Regions from separate parts of the Mus musculus genome. Here regions 2 and 3 are each linked to region 1. Evidence: chromatin contacts called from public HiChIP or PLAC-seq data. All regions are on one chromosome and are shown on one strand. The core of a region is the stretch at or near the end of the contact, and the rest is flanking DNA. Distances in the headings are between cores, read along the strand shown.

Region 1 (3,526 bases), core at 467-2,966:
CCACAGAAAATATTCAGTGCATTTAGATTTTCTCACACAAGTGAGAGGCTTCTGCTGACCCTCTCACTGTTGTTCTGCTGTTATGGGACATTTAAGAAACCTCACTGTATAGTAACACCTAAGGTGTTATTCCATGCAAGTGGCCTATTGTGTTGAAGCTTAGCTAAAAAAACAGCCTACTCAATCATGACATTAAAGGGGAAACAGAATGAAGTCCAAGACAGAGATCAGTTGAAACCACACTGTTGCATACGCATCCATGATTTCTGTTATTCCTTGGGATTCTAAACACATTACCAACTGTGGTATTAACATTCTGCTACGTTGGTGGCTAATGATATTTTTAATTTTAATTACTATTTAGATGCTAAAAATGTATCTTAATTAAGAAATTGAACCAAAGAGATTTGTGTCGGTAAAGCTCCTTTTAAAAAATTCAGCATGTGCAATCTTCAGTGGATTTAAATTTAAAAAAAAATAGATGTTTTACTATTTAGTCATTTTCTGTCTTTTCTTCCCCTGTGCATTTCAATTCTTTAACGCCTAAGTTTCTAAGGACATTGAGAGTTCATAAGCTTACTTGATTATTGCAGGAGTCTATTCTGCAAAGTTATAAAGTAAGGAAGTAAAACAAGACCAAATTAAAACGCAATTGCACATCTTCCAGCAAGTAAACTGCAGACTTATTTAAATGAATTAGTCATATTCTTGTGAGATGAAAAAAATTAATCCATAAGGTAATTTTGATGAGAGATACTTACAGTATGAAGATGAAGAAATGTTAAACGGTAATCTGTTCGTTTCGTTACCAGAGGGTAGTTTCTAATATCCTCCAACCCCCAAATCCAAAATCATCTTAGAAGCATTAGTCCTGTTTGATTCTCTCTCTCTCTCTCTCTCTCTCTCTCTCTCTCTCTCTCTCTCTCTCTCTCTGCTACTACTGCTACACACACACACACACACACACACACACACACACACACCCTTCCAATACTCCAGAAGATAAAAATATGAGGAAATGTGGTTGGTTAAAAGTTCTGAATCTTTATGATCCACCTCAGTGATGCAGTTAGTCCTTACCCCTGTGGGATGCCCTGAGAGTTTTTTTTTTTTTTTCTTCCTGAAGCTTTTAATACTGTCCTCAGTATTAAAATAATCTCAACTTTCTCACCCCAGAGTTATGAATCAGGGAGATAGTGGGACTGGTGGACGAAAGAGGGATGAGGAGTTGTTATGGCACAAAGATACACAGCTTTCCTGCGTCTCTTCGCCTTGAGCGTTGAGTCCCGGTAGCTGAGTACACATCTGACAGATCGACTTATTCAAATATTTTACGTGGAGAACACCAGCCAGGAGCCAAATGAGCCACTTTCATCCTTGCGGGGCACTGGCTGCAGCAAGTGAGACAAAGCCCTCCAAGCGGCTGCATCCAGCAGGTGCCTGGAGCGCACGAACTCAGCCGGGCAGCGGTTCCCCTCTTCCTTTCCTGTCCGCGGCTAGTGCTCCTCGCGGGTCCGCAGTGCCTCCGGACCCACAGCGAACGCCCTGGGATTGAGCTCCAGGGAGGGTCCACCGCTGGCGAGTGCTTACCTGCGGCTAGGGTGAAGAGGGAGGGTAGGGACTGGGGTAGTCCTCTCAGAGCTGCGGCAGGAGGCGGTTCAGCGGGAAGTCCCGGGCTCCCAGCCTCGGCCACGCAGCCGCCAGCGAGAGCGCAAGTGACGGCGGCGGAGACCGAGACCGCGGAGCCGCAGCGGTGGCGCTGGAGACAGACACGCCTCCTGGCGGGGGTTCCTCTCCTCTTGCTTTAAAGGCGCCGCGCTTCTTTCCCCGCTGCTGTTACTAGCTCCAGGGCACCCAGGCCCACCCAAGAGCACGGTGCACTCTTTATTTCAAGAACTCCAGGGAGAGAATTCCGGGTACTGACCACCTAGTGCTTCCGGAACCCTCGGCCCTGATTTCGTCTCCTGCAAGCAAGCACATCCACATCCAGGCATAGGGGAACAGGGACAGAGATGCTCTGAATGACAGTGGGTAAGGCAAAAGGGACAAGGATTGATTTTGCCTGCTCTGAGAAGCTACACTGAGTATAAGGACTCATAGCTTCTGCTTCTGGGTGGCTGCTTTTTTGCTGCTCCTGAAACCATGGCAACGAGACTTCTATGTTGCCAGCATCTGGGGAGCAGCTGGTTGTCTCCAAAGTGACCCTTTTGGTTCAACTACTGCATTTCCCATTCAGGTTGGTGAGGATCATCTTGGTTTCTGCATCTTCTACTTCTATCCTGCTTCTCAAGCTAGATGGGTTTTGGTCTCTCCTGGTGTCCAGTAGCAAAAGAAATGGACTTTCAACATCAAGAAGCTGGCAGGAAATCTCAGCACAGGTCTAGCCCCTTTATATCTGATTTTGTTCTTCAAGCTAGGTCCCTGAACTCTGAGGGAATTTGAGGCCTGGCAAGCACAGAACCTGGAGTCCTAGCTGTCATGGTTGGGAAAATGAGCATATAGAAGTACTTAAATATGAGATATTGAAAGATGTTTTTAAGGAGAAGTGGGAGGAGGAGGGTGCCTAAGTCCTAGGGTCTTCCCAAGGGTTGCTTCCTGGAGTCAGGGGTGGGGACAGGAGGCAGAGAGCACACCAGACTCCTCAGGCTTCTCTGGAGGAGCGATTAGCTTCTGCAAACAATCCCGGATTTGCTCTCCTCTGGGTCAGAAAAGTCAACATGTATTCAATACCTTTGCTACTTTATCCTCAGCCCTGCAATATTAACTAGAGTGGAGACTTAGCAGTTCCCCCCAGAGTACATTGGTGAGCTACTATTCTCGAGGAGGTTTAAGAGAGGCCAAGCTTGAACAGGCTTGGCAGACCAGCCCAGGAGACAAATTTCAAAGGGATTGTAATAGGAAGCAGGCCAGGTGGAATTCCTAAGCTCAGTGGAGCCTAGAGGCAACTGCAGTCCCAGGAGCACTCCAGTCTAATTCTGAAGGGCTGGAAGCAGAGGCTCCTGTTCACCCTACAGCAGACCAACAGGCCGCAGAGAAGCGTTTGTTCTTTTGCTGTATTTTGTTTGTTTGTTTGTTTTGTTTTACCTGCAGCCATTGCTATCCCAGAAGAGTAAAAACTTTCCTGAACCTGTCTCGGTATGCCACACATTCTGGGCTAACATCTGACTCAGTCCTAGCCAAATCCTCACTATTTACTACGTTGTTCACCATCCTAGGCTCTCTACACCGTATCACACATACACCACACATTTACTGTGCTTAGCTGTCTCTGGGAGACATGGGCTTAAGTTAAGAAGAGATGAGTTAGTGGCATGGAGTGTCCGTTTGTGGTTTATAGATCTCAGGAATGGCTAGAAGGTTCCTGTAATTAAGGCAACAGCGGCCTTGTTGTACGAAGAGAATAAATAGTCAATGACTGTATTGTGCATCCTGGACGGGACAGCACAGACGCGTGACCAGCTCCAGGCGCCTGGGCTCCAGCTGCTGTGACCTGCAGCCTAATAGGCCCTCCAAGAACAGTGCAGTT
Region 2 (3,611 bases), core at 721-3,220, 2.9 Mb before region 1:
TTCTCAAAAGAAGAGGCAAATGTCAACATTGTTTTTCTTAAATGCTCAATACCCTTAGACATTCAGGAAATGCTAATTTAACTACACTGAATTTTCATCTTACATCAGTTAGAAGAATATTAATCAAGAAAACATGACAATTGCTGTCATAGAAAAGGAGTAGATGGAGGGAGCCCTTATTCACTCTTGGTGGGAGTGAAAACTTGTACAGCTACCAATGAAATCAAAGTGGAGTTGTCTCAGAAAGATTTAAATAGGACTATCATCATATGACATCATTTTGGGCATATGTCTAAAGGCTTTTGTATCTGTCACCTGTATAAACACCCATGTTTATTGCTGGCTTGTTCCTAATAACTGAGAGATGGAGGTAGTTTACATCACCACCAATGAATGGATAGATAATGAAAATGTGGCAATATACATGTAAGATTTTATTGAGCCAGAAAGAAAACAGAATATGAAAATTGCAAAAAGTACAAAACATTATATAACAGATAATCTGGTTCAGAAAGTTTAAGATAAAATATAGTGATACATATAAGTATGTAACAACAGTTAATGAAAAAAAAGACCATGTTTTTTAAAAGAGAGCAAAAGAAGGTATTTGAGAATGTGAGAAATTAAGTGATTACACTATGATTAAAAAAAATCAAAGAATAATTAAAGCAACAAGTGTTTGCCCTACATTGTCATTTATAAAACAAGTATTTTGGGAGCAAGTCAGTTTGTATAGAGACCAGGAATCTGGTAGTGAGAAGGGAATGGAATACATGTGGTATGAAAGGAGAAAGGGGAACACAGGGGACAGAAGGGCACAATGTGCATGGGCATCAGAAAAACTGTGTATGTATAAAAATGCTATAATAAAATATATTACTTTATGTGATAAGTAAACATAAAATATATTATACATGCACATTAAATAAATGATGTAAATCTGAATTCACTGTCTGATGTTAATCTCTCAAAGTTCATTTATATATTTCAGGGAAGAGAAGACAGCTCCAATCATCTATTTCAAAATGTGCTGGCAGTTCCTTTGTGACTGTTCCACTATGTTCCTAATGTGAGGTTGTACTTCATACATGAGTTTTTGAATAATGGTTTTTAGCTTAAATATTCTAATCACAAAGTATTAAATTCAATATTTGTTTCTTCCCTTCCTGATATCAATTATAAATTATATCATTTATAATTAAGAAAATGATAATGTATTAATACCTTAGTTTGTTAAAGAGCTTTTAAAAAGCCTATTTTAATTTTCTTCTTTTAGAATATTAGAACACTATATAATTATTCAATTCCTAACTGCCAAACTTCTTTTTTTTGGCTATAAAAAGTTTACTTCCTAATCTATTCATATTCATTCCATTGTGTTAGAAACTGTTCTAGAGAAGGAGGTGGGATTTAAATACTAAAAACGATTTTACATGATAATATCTTTTCTGTCACTGCTTTTACCTCAGTTACTTTTTCCCCTGCACGCCCTCACTTTTGTCTTCTGAGACAGACAAACCTCCGTATTCAGTTTCTTGACTGGCCCCATGTCATGAGGCAGAGAGAAAATTGCTCTGGACTGAAACTTAAATGGCATTTTCCTACCCTTTTCTTACACTCACTTCTATAGACTGCTGATGCCTTAGAGCTCATCATTGCTAAGTGTAACTGTGCTGCCACAGTTTTCGCTGCTGTGTTTAGTTATTAACTCTGTTTTTTAGATAGGGTTAAAGATGGTGGGCAAAAGCACTTGCATTCCATGCCACATTCTTCCATTTATTGAAAAAATACATCATGTGCTTTCTAATGCCGAATGCTTTCAGGCTAAGCTGTTAAGAAAAGTGTGTTCTTTTGTCTTTGAAGCTTTGTAGAATATGTTCCAGGGCCCCATGCTGCTTTCCTCTCTCCACTCCTCTTTTAATGAGCAGAGGTCAATGCATGCCTCAGCTGCTGGGCTGTGCTCTCCTTGGCTCGTCCTGCACCTGTCTCCTTTTGAGTTCTCGTCTCAGATCTGCAGCAGGCCTACTGATGTGCACATAGTACATATAGTAGACCTCCAAGGCAGAGAGGACTGCACTTATGTACTTGCAGCTCAGTTCTTTGATGATTCTGAACTGAATATCCACCCGGAAGATGTGTTGCAAGATATTGCTTTCCTGTTAACTGGTGATCAAGCCCCCCCCCCCCCATAAGTGGCAAAGCCCTTAACATTTCTAGCCTTTCATACTGTTAACTCATATTTGGGGGGTGCAGTGTACAGTTTTCTGTCTTATGTAGACTTTTGATCTGTGTGTCTACTGAGGAATGAAATCCACAGTGGGCACAAATAAAGAGAAACATAATTAGAGAGAGACTTTCAAGGTGGCACAGATCACCAGGCAGATTGTTTTCTCAGCACAGAAAATCTAACACACATGAGAAGGGTGAGAGCAGTGAAGATAGAGATCGCTGAAGTCTGCAGGTGTGGTTCTCTCATTCACCTACACATGCACCCAAAGGAAAACATCACTACTTCAAGGCATTTTATTTACACTTGTAAATATATCTACAAGAAAAGTTCTACAGGCTAAATATCAACAACTTTATTGCTTACCTGTGGGAAGCAGTTTCCGCTGTGCCTGTGTGGCCTAATTGGTAAACAAGCAATGTGCGCATGTGCGAGAGTGTTTTTTTTTTTTTTTCTTTTCGTGCCTGGGGCCTGGTGATGAGGCTTTGGGAGAGCAGCCAATCAGGTGTGGACATGCCACACTAAGGTGTATATAAGCAGCGCCTTTTTGGTGCTTGGGGTCTTCCTCTTCATGTTGAAACTGGTGTAATAAAGTTGCTGCAGAAGGATCCGGTTTCTCACACGTGTGTTCTTGCTGGCGAGACAATAGCGCGTGTGAGACTTACCTCAAATTGTTTTCACTGCATTTTGATGTTAAGATGCCCTAAAAATGACTATGATGCTAACCATCAGTGACCTTGACTATGCTTATAATTAAGATATTCCTTGGGAAATAACTCCAACAATGTTAAGACTTTTTTATTTGAGTTTTATACCTGGCAGCTACCTCCTTTGTGTGCACGCTATGGTTGAACATGACATTGGAACAATAGATCATATGTGTAAATGCTTTCACAATCTCTTTTAGAATGAATGACTGAATTATTCCATCTCTCATTAGCCTTATCACCTTGTCTGTATTTTATGTGTTTAAGACTTCCTGTTTACTTGTCTGGTTGTTTACTGTTTTTTTTTCCCCCTCTGTACCCTCAAGTGATGATAGTGAGACCTCTTGATTAGCTTGAGAAGTTTGGAACATGGTACACATAATCAGACAGGTAAGGTTCAAGTTAGTATAGTTATTACATCACCAAAAATTTTTTTCTTTTTTAAAATTTTTTTGGTTTTTCAAGACAGGGTTTTTCTGTATAGCCCTGGCTGTCCTGGAACTCACTCTGTAGACCAGACTGGCCTCGAACTCAGAAATCTGCCTGCCTCTGCCTCCCGGGTGATGGGATTAAAGATGTGCGCCACCATGCCCAGCTGCCAAAAATTTTAATAAATTAAAATAAATTAAATCTCATTTTCCTGAAAACATATCAAACATATTTTGACTCTTTCTTTT
Region 3 (3,300 bases), core at 723-3,222, 3.0 Mb before region 1:
GCTCTTCAGTGGGTAAGAGAAGGCAAAGGTTTGAACTCAGGCCTAAGTCACATGTGTTATTTTCTTCATTATAACTCTCCTGCCTTCTAGGGTTTCTTACTGGTCTTCCTTAAAATCTTTGCCATTTTTACATATGCCTTATTACTGAAATATCCATTTCCTACTTGAAATATATGAGCACTGAGCCTTGACATACAGGCAGACGTGAAATAGGAATAGTCTTTAGACAAAACTTTAACTAAATAATAAAGTTACTTCGATGTATATTAAACTGCATTTATTAATGATAACCAATACCTGACAATGTAAAAGTTTTTCTATAAATTTATAGGAAAATATAGAGAACTTGATAGTAAAGAGATAGTGGAGATGTGTGGTTATTCATAATTTAACAAAGTCCCTTGATTGTATCAATTAATGGTTTTCAAATTAGAGTGTTGAGAATAGAAATTGACAGTCTCACAATTGTATAGATGTTTGTTGCTTAATTAAAAGTCCATCAAATACTACTTCAGGATTAACTTTAGACTGCAAAACAATTTGCTTTCAACTCTGATGGGATTCCAGTCCATTCTGCAGTTTATTCCCCTGGCTCAGCCCTACTCCATTGCCCATTTTAAGAACTAAATTGTTGAGACTTAAGCTTCAAATGGTAGAATATTGAACATTTTTTAAAAGGCCCTTTAAAAAGATTTTGTTTTGTACCAAAAGCATAGCTATGTTTCAAACCCATAGTACAGTAGACATTTTCTTTATTTCACCCTTTGCTACTAACTTGTGATGTCATTGTCAACACATGAGTCCACATTTCTGGGTGTCAGTTTCCTTTACTGCTAAATGATAAAAGAGGTTGGGAGGGTTGTTCTAATCTCCTTAATTTTCTTCTACCTTGGCTGTTTTCTAAATTACTTTTTACGTTAGCATATAAAGCAACGGGCATTTTATACACATAAATGTTTTAAATGTTTTCGGTCATTTGCTTCTCCCATTGACCTCCATTTCCCAGGCCACATCTTGCTGGTGTTTTTCTTTGATGGCTAATCCCCATTGCGATTTGACATACCTGGAAAGAGAGAAACTTAATTGAAGAACTGATTGCATTCATAAGTTTGGCCTGTGGGAATATTCTTGGTTGATGATTGTTTAGGAAAGGGACAGCCCAATGTGGGTGGTACCATTTCTTGTCAAATGGGCATAAACTCTATGAGAAAGCTAGCTGAGCAAGCCATAGTTAGCAAGGTAGCGAGCATCATTCCTCCTTCCCTTTGTGCTTCAGGCTCTTACCTTAGCTCCCTTTGATGATGGACTATAGCCTCTGTAAGCAAATAAATCCTTTGCTCCACAAGTTGATTTTTGATCATGATGTTCATCACAGTAAGAGCAAGTAAAGTAGGCCACCATCCTTCCTCCACCCAGAGTCTCCCCTGCTGCTTCCAAGTCATTTTTATTCCCTCCACTATTTCAGATTTCTTTTTCTCTCCTTAAGGTTTCTTTTCTATGGTCAATACACACACACACACACACACACACACACACACACACACACACACACACAGGCAGATGCACATTGTATGCACACAAAGACACACATACACACATGCTTACATGTAGATTCAGTATTTGAGAGAAACATGCCTATTTGATGATTTAACATTTCAGAATCAACTATTACTCTTTATTTTTTTTCCAGCTTGGCAAAAAATTAAAATGAAGAGCCAAGGAGAAACTATGTAATGGGGTACAAATAGGTGAAAAAAATGACTTTTTTTTTAAAAGCCAAAATGAATTCTCTTTTGAACCAGCAAAGCAGATGGCTACAAATTATGACTTGTGTACATTGCCTCTTTATATGCATCTCCTCTTGAGAGCTAAACTGGAATTATTAAAATCCCATCATTACCCTGCCTTCTCCACCTCTCAGCGCCTTTGTTTTCTCACTTGCAACTGAATTATTTGCATCACACAGGCATTGTTCTCCAGCTGAATTCGGTAGGGACTCACTAGACATTTGTTAATGCTTGATGACATTAGGTCCTGCATACACAGAATACTTTGTTTGCTATGCTTCTCTAGGTTGACAAGCTGAACCTACTAAGAACAAAGGATTTTGCTAGGAAAGAGGAAGAGCACCGTGAAAATGATTTTTACTTTTCAGAGTGGCAGTGGAATTTAGGAATATGTGAAGTAAATTTACAAGTTTTATAAGTTCCTGATGTTTTACAAATGTTTAATGGGATAATAGGTCATACTCCAGTTACTTTATTCCCTTCTAGAGTCAGACGAGTTTATTGGCTCTTCATAAGCTTGCATATGACTTTGAACAACAACAACAACAACAACCAAACAAAAAACAACAAAAAAAACAATTGTCTACCAATTGACAAAGACCAAATGGTATTCATATTTTAGGAGAAAAAAAAATTCAAGTAGCAAAACTAAAGTGGGTGACAAGAATATTGTAGGAGAATTATTTCATTTCCAAAACTAAAGGTGGGTGGATGAGGCTTCTGTCAAATCTCTATATTTACAGTGGAAAGTCTATTGTAGGCAGTCTGTTGAAAATGACAGCATTTCTATCAAGCTCCCCATCAGCTGCCGCTGGCTGGAATAGGAATTATCATCCTTCACTGGGCTGTCTTGCTTTATGATATCAATTAGCAAACAATCTGTTTTGTTGGCACAGGATAAAATTAGGATGCAAAACAGAGGGACTGTGAAGCAAAACATTTTTCAGGGAGAGAGCTGTTGTGCTGAAGCATGGGAGGAAAAGAGGCTGTCATTTTTCTGTCTGTCAGTCCTTCTTTAATTTATCTCTGATGTCAGACTATTAGATCCTAATACACATAATCACATTATTAGCTTTGATGCTGCTGAGCTATTTAGGATGTTAATATCTGACTTAAAAATATAAATCTTGCATTTCTTTTTCATGGGTTTTTGTAACTCTTGCAATTATTTTTTTTAAACCCTATTTACTCTCTTTAAAATATATTTAAAGAATCAAATTCTGCATAAAGTAGAACAGAAGTTACACTAGGGGGCACTAGTAAGCTACACTATTTGTTTTTTGTTTTTAGTGCCCCCCTCCTTTTTGGCAATCTCATTTGCATGTCTTTAGGGATGCTGTTACTGCTAAAGCTTATCTATTTGAAACTACCCATTTTTCTTCCTTCTTTCCTTTCCTTTCCTTTTTTTTTTTTTTTTTTTTTTTTTTTTTTAAAGCCCATTTGGCTCCTTTCATTGACCAGTAGAGTTCCAGACCTGTAGGTTCATTATTTTGATAAGCTTTGTCCCAGTTGG

The links. HiChIP or PLAC-seq counts read pairs in DNA pulled down with a chosen protein or histone mark.
Region 2: a contact with region 1 is called in an H3K4me3 HiChIP or PLAC-seq map of embryonic forebrain, with 8 times the contacts expected there. The contact joins the enhancer-like site here to the promoter of Grik2 in region 1. A contact is called at or near these places in 11 of 39 promoter capture datasets (the 3T3-L1 cell line, 3T3-L1-derived adipocytes, the C10 cell line and 7 more) and 3 of 115 datasets of contacts at active chromatin or transcription factors (astrocytes, embryonic forebrain and embryonic midbrain).
Region 3: an H3K4me3 HiChIP or PLAC-seq map of embryonic forebrain shows a contact between it and region 1, with 34 times the contacts expected there. The contact joins the enhancer-like site here to the promoter of Grik2 in region 1. A contact is called at or near these places in 10 of 39 promoter capture datasets (the 3T3-L1 cell line, the C10 cell line, cranial neural crest and 5 more), 7 of 484 Hi-C or Micro-C datasets (brain, cerebellum, cerebral cortex and 3 more) and 4 of 115 datasets of contacts at active chromatin or transcription factors (astrocytes, embryonic forebrain, embryonic hindbrain and 1 more).

Annotation. Positions count from the first base shown.
Region 1 is chr10:49,787,038-49,790,563 of GRCm38.p6, forward strand. Grik2 (glutamate receptor, ionotropic, kainate 2 (beta 2)) reads right to left here and starts at 1,717. Exons shown (of 17, transcript NM_001111268.3): 1 at 1,591-1,717.
Region 2 is chr10:46,921,056-46,924,666 of GRCm38.p6, forward strand. No RefSeq gene overlaps it. Among named protein-coding and RNA genes, the nearest start is that of Gm25650, 84 kb to the left of the region's middle. Within about 2 kb of position 1,971, at least 11 of the 459 cell types and tissues checked have an H3K27ac peak or open chromatin away from gene starts, as enhancers often do. A contact at or near this core is called in embryonic forebrain, where this site is marked.
Region 3 is chr10:46,824,224-46,827,523 of GRCm38.p6, forward strand. No RefSeq gene overlaps it. Among named protein-coding and RNA genes, the nearest start is that of Gm25650, 13 kb to the right of the region's middle. Within about 2 kb of position 1,973, at least 25 of the 459 cell types and tissues checked have an H3K27ac peak or open chromatin away from gene starts, as enhancers often do. A contact at or near this core is called in brain, cerebellum, cortical neurons and 2 more, where this site is marked.